Linked DNA regions of Sus scrofa: region 1 is linked to region 2. Evidence: chromatin contacts called from public HiChIP or PLAC-seq data. All regions are on one chromosome and are shown on one strand. Each heading gives the region's core, a stretch centred on a gene start, on an enhancer-like site or on the middle of the called end of the contact. The rest is flanking DNA. Distances are from core to core; before and after follow the strand shown. Region 1 holds the start of LOC100525396 (growth-regulated protein homolog gamma-like). Region 2 holds the start of PPBP (pro-platelet basic protein).

What was found. HiChIP or PLAC-seq counts read pairs in DNA pulled down with a chosen protein or histone mark.
Region 1: a contact with region 2 is called in an H3K27ac HiChIP or PLAC-seq map of alveolar macrophages. The contact joins the promoter of LOC100525396 here to the promoter of PPBP in region 2. A contact is called at or near these places in 1 of 47 Hi-C or Micro-C datasets (epiblast stem cells) and 1 of 2 datasets of contacts at active chromatin or transcription factors (alveolar macrophages).

What each region holds. Positions count from the first base shown.
Region 1 is chr8:70,053,453-70,056,152 of Sscrofa11.1, reverse strand. It overlaps LOC100525396 (growth-regulated protein homolog gamma-like), which reads right to left and starts at 1,357. Exons shown (of 4, transcript XM_003126166.6): 1 at 1,095-1,357; 2 at 873-999; 3 at 680-763. The coding sequence starts at 1,194.
Region 2 is chr8:70,020,003-70,022,824 of Sscrofa11.1, reverse strand. PPBP (pro-platelet basic protein) reads right to left here and starts at 1,357. Exons shown (of 3, transcript NM_213862.2): 1 at 1,119-1,357; 2 at 701-836; 3 at 335-571. The coding sequence starts at 1,239. The coding sequence ends at 469.

The DNA.
Region 1 (2,700 bases), core at 108-2,607, 33 kb before region 2:
GGCAGAGACCTCTAGGCTCCCAAGTACTCTTATTTAGGAATGGGGTGGCATCTGTAGCCTCCTGCACTACTGGCTATTATTGGCTACAAATGGCTAGAACGTTTACTCTCTGCCTGTCACATTGGGTTTCACTTAAAGACACAGAGCGGACCCATGCAGTAACTACTATTGTTTTCCTTGTTTTACTAAGTCTTAGATAAACCAAACCATTGGCACACAGCTAATAGGTGGGGATGCACATTTGTACCCAGTACCTACTCACTGCAAAGTCCTTGCTTTTCATCACTGAACTTGAGGGTCGATGTTGCAGAAAACCAGTTCTGCTTTTAATGTATGTGTTCCAGAAAGAACTGGGGTGGGGAGAATGCCTATTTTTGTTGTTGTTTTTGTTGTTTGTTAAAATAGAAAGCTTTTTAGCATGACTGTCCAACACTAGTGAATATTTTCATGAAAGCAGCTTAATCCACATTTATTTGAATGGGGATAGAGTCAGGAGCCAGGGGGGGAGGCACTGGAAATATCCTTCTGACACCAGAGCAGATTAATGACCTTAATAGCAAATTGAATGGTGAAATAATCATGATTTTCAGTCCTGCACCTAAATCGTGGGTTTCTCTGGTATAATTTGCAGGAGACAGAATGACTCTACTCACACGAGTGAATAAAAACTATAACTCACTTGTTTAGCATCTTCTCGATGATTTTCTTCACCATGGGGGCTGCGGGGTTGAGACAAACTTCCTGACCATTCTTGAGAGTGGCTCTGCAGAGAGCAGGGAGAATCCATGTGAGGCAGGAGGTCGGGCTGGGGGTCAGGGTGGGGCTTTGGGACGCTGGGGGTGACGAGGACAGCGGCGGGCAGGGAAACTTACATGACTTCCGTTTGGTCACAGTGGGGTCCCGGGGATGTCACCTTCAGGTTCTGGATGTTCTTGAGGTGAATTCCTTGCACGGTCTGCAGGCACTGGCAGCGCAGTTCGCCGCCCACGGGGGCCCCTGCTGGAACAACAGACTTGGTTATTGGGGTGTTCCCCGATGAGCACCCCCCCCCCGCCCCCGGGTCCGGCCTGGGGATGCCAGGCGCCGAGTCTCACCTGCTGTGCGCCGGCCGGCAGCCACTAGGAGCAGGAGCAGCAGCGCAGCGCGGAGGAAGCGCGGGGCGCAGGGGGAGGCGGCGATCGCGGCGCTGGCCATGGGGCTTAGCTCGGAGGGTGGGTGTCTGCGGCGGGAGGGCTGGAGAGAGTGCTGGTGGAGCGGGTTCTGTGGCTCTCTGAGCGGAGCGAACCCCTTTTATCCTGATGGGACTGGAGCTAGCAGCCCCGGGCCAGGGAAATTCCCTGATGCGCGGGTCGTTCCTGGGTCCGGAAGGAAGGCGCCGCCCCGCCCGCCTCCCGCGTAATCTGCTAATCCGCGCACTCACGGTGTCATCTTTGTGCTCAAATCCCACAGCGGGAGTGAGTCGCCGGCACGCGGGGGCTACATCCTGCGCGGGGAAGGGGACCTTGGGCGCTTGGCCACCTCTGGCCACCGGACGGGGAGAGGAAATCGCTCCTTGAGACCCCGCACAGGGATGGCAAGACAGTTTTAGAAGGAAAGACTTCTGTTCTTAGTTATCAAACCGGAAGAAATTAAGGAGGAGTAAACGAGTATATGTGATTATTTTATCATGTAAATATAACACACACACACATACAGATACAATATCTATATATCTGTTTCCATTTTGCCTATTTCATACATGTGGACGGAATATTCTGTCAAAAATACAGCTGACATCTCGATTCTCGAGAAGAATGTTCAGCTCGTTCCTCATGTTGTATATTCTCAAATCACGCCTGGAGTATTCTGGTTATGTTTTCCATTCCGTGGGAACTGGCATCGTGTCAAAAGTTGAAGTCAGGGTTCATTTCTGTGAAAGTTGAGGGCTGTACCATGCCATGTCTTTTGTGTCCTGTGAACTTCTTTCTTCCCTCTTCCAAAATTCCTTGCAGATCTCCTTTTCCATGTATGAAATTCCAGAGCTGATCTACAAATGGGAGACTGGTGGTCACTCTGGAACCTGCGGGCAGGCTAGCCCGGTCACCTGTTCTGGTTCTGTCCTTGGACAGAATAGCATGTGGACACTTGAAGGGGTGTAGCTGCTGCATAGCGCCCTTACTCCAGATGTGTGAAGATGAAGCAGGAAACTCAAAAGCCTGTTTCATTCACTGAAGGGGACCCCTCCGTATAGATCGGTCCTCCTTTTTCTGGAAACTTTTTTTCTGACCAGGAATTTCAGTCTTTTAACCTGATGCCTTTACTTTTTTTTTCACCAGAAGTTTTAGAGAACATGCCTTGACTCAGCATTAAGTGTAGAGGGCTTAAGTGTAATTCTCCAGGTGGGAGTCAGACCTCTTGGAGATGGGGAAAATGATGGGAGTTGGGAGAGGAGAAAGAAATGGCCTCTGGCCCAGAGATGGGTGTCTCTGGACAGGGCTCTGGGCAGCCCAGCTCCGTGGTACGGAAGCTGTGTGCCATTCCACCATTCAGGCCACCTGGCATAGAGCAGAGCTTCGTGCATTTAGTTGCCAGTTGCCGCCTATCACCAGCAAGTTGTAAAGGGTTCTCTGCCTCCTCACAGATGGTTATGAGAAATGACTCAACTTGTGTGAGAGTCAGTAGAGATTAAATGCTGTGTAGATGTTTGTAGAATAGACAAAA
Region 2 (2,822 bases), core at 108-2,607:
TCAATCTCACCCCCCTAATTTATTTCTCCCACCCTGCGTTTCCCCTTTGGTAACCATAAATTTGGTTTCAATCTTTGTTTCTATTTGTAAGTTCTTTTGTATTATTTTTTATTAGATTCCACATAGTAGTAATGTGACTTGATATTGGTCTTTCTCTGTCTGTCTTACTTGGAGGGAAATTTTTAAAGAAAGAAATGCAAAGCACAATACCACATTTAGCCAAGGGTTAGGGAGTAAACCATATATTACATATTGTAAGTAGCCTTGCTTACTTTCATCTTCTCTCTGTCCTCTATTAACCACCCATTTCAGAATAAAATGTGACTCTTTGAGACAGAATGGAAAACATATCCAGCGTTTAATACAGGATGACTAGGTATCCTGGATAAATAAGAACTCTAGACAGCCAAGACTTCAAATTCCTAACCTTCCTGGGAGTTAAACCACTTTGGCAGAAAGGGAGAAGGATTAAGCAGCTGACCCACCATCTTCCATTATTTTTTGGACTATTTTCTTGATTCTGGGTGCTTCTGGATCCAGGCAGATTTTCTTGTCATTCTTCAGCGTGGCTCTGCAAGAGAGAATAGAATTATCTGTGAGCAACCTGGCCCCCAGCAGAAGGAATCCTGTGGTGTCGGGGCAGCGGGATAGAGGTGGAAAGCTTCCTCAGTGAGGCAATACTTCAGAAACAAAGACTTACATCACTTCGACTTTGGCACAGTGAGCTCCTGCCCTGATCACCTCCAAACTTTGGATGTTACTGGGATGAATGCCAGAGACGGTATTCAAGCAGAGGCAGCGAAGTTCAACGTGCGCCATTCTTCCCTCAATTTTAGCTAGGGTACAAGAGATCATTCTATTAGATGATTCTCAGGGCTCCCATCTGTTGATAGGTACCTCTCTCCAAAGGCCATCATGAATGTGATCTGGAAAGCACCCTAGCAGAATTCCTGGCACATATGAGGTGCCCACTGAATGCAGCTCCTATTCATGTAATGGCCTTCTCCAGTCTGGGGTGCACCAGGAAGACCCTCCCCCCACACCTAGCTGCAGCAGAAGCAGCCTCAGCTGCATGGAAGCAGAGACTCCACCTGCAGCCTTCCCCAAGCTTCTCTTACCTGCTCCCATGGTGGCGGGAACCAGCGTGGTCAGGAGCAGTGACAATGGCAGCAATACCTGGAGGACAGGAAATGGGCTGGAAGTGGTACAGGAGGAGATGGCGCCAAGTCTGAGGCTCATGGTGGAAAGACTGAGCCAGAGTTGTTCTCAGAGCCAGCGAGGAAGGTAAGTAAATTGCTGCCTGGATGTCTGCAGCCAAGTGGCTTTTCACGGTCTCCTGATATCTCTTGTACACACTCCCTCGAGGCCAGTAAGGAGAAAAAGGATAGGGATGGGGGAAGTGAGGGTGTGTGGTAATTTAATATGTGTAAGAGTGGTCACGTTGTGCCCAACCCAGATAAATGCCAGGCAAGTCCAATTCCTGCTAAGTTTCATTTTAAGCATCACAGCACACTTCCACTCTTCCTTTCTCAATACCCATCTCCTTTACACATATTTAACACTCCACTTAGGCAAGAACTCGACTGAAATATTACATATATTTTCTTTGTATAATTATGTAATATGCCCTGCCTTTCCTATAATGCAATGTATAGGCCTAATAGATGCTTTCTGTGTATCTGAAGTGTAAGTATAGGGTCCTTGGAAAAGAGAGTTATCATCCCTTTCCAGTGGCCAAGGGAAAGCAGATGTTCCTATCCTGGAAATTATTATTACTCTTTTTTTTTGCTCCTTAAGGCCACAGCTGGGGCATATGGAGGTTCCCAGGCTAGGGGTTGAATCAGAGCTGCAGCTGCTGGCCTATGCCACAGCAATGCTGGATCTGAGCTGCATCAGTGACCTACACCACAGCTCACGGCAATGCTGAATCCTTAACCCACTGAGTGAGGCTAGGGATCGAACCTGCAACCTCATAGTTTCTAGTCAGATTTGTTTCTGCTGCGCCACAATGGGAACTCCCCCATCCTTGTTATTGACAAGTATTAGGATTCATTTGGGGTACGTGGAAAAACATTGGAGTCAATTACCATCAAAACCTCACTTTGCATATTCATTTATGGGCTTCTGTCTTCCAAATGCATTATCTTTGTAATTTTATCCAGAAACTAGAAGCAAATTCATCCTCGTTTGTGTTATAAAATAAATTATGTGTTTCTACCATCTGGGTATGCCCTGGAGAAAACCATCCAGCATCTTTATTTTTCCTTTTATTACTAACGTGGTAGCGGAATGTATACTTTGTAAATGATTCATAACCTGCAGATGTATATATGGGATAAAGCAAGTTCCTCCTCCTCATTACTCCACACTCCTCCTCCCAGATGGTAACCACTGGTAACAATGTGGCATTAGTTTCCTATACAAGCTGCATTTATATATGCACATATATGCCTACATAGAGCCACACGCATAATACATAGAGATACACATATATAGAAAGAGATAGACACAGACTTTTTTTTTTTTCCTTAATGAATGCACCCACAGTATATGGAAATTCCCAAGCCAGGGATCGAATCTGAGCCGCAGCTGCCACTTACATATACCACTGCTCCAGGCCAGGGATCGAACCCACACTGCCAAAGAAACCACACAGGTTTATAACCTGCTGCACCACAGCAGGAATTCCAGACATAGACCTTTTTTTATGTAAGTGAGATTATTATATAGCTTTTGGTCCTTCAAATAGAGGTCTTTTAGGAAAGAAATAACAGCACTTGCAGCAATATGAACGGACCTAGAAATTATCATGCTAAGTGAAG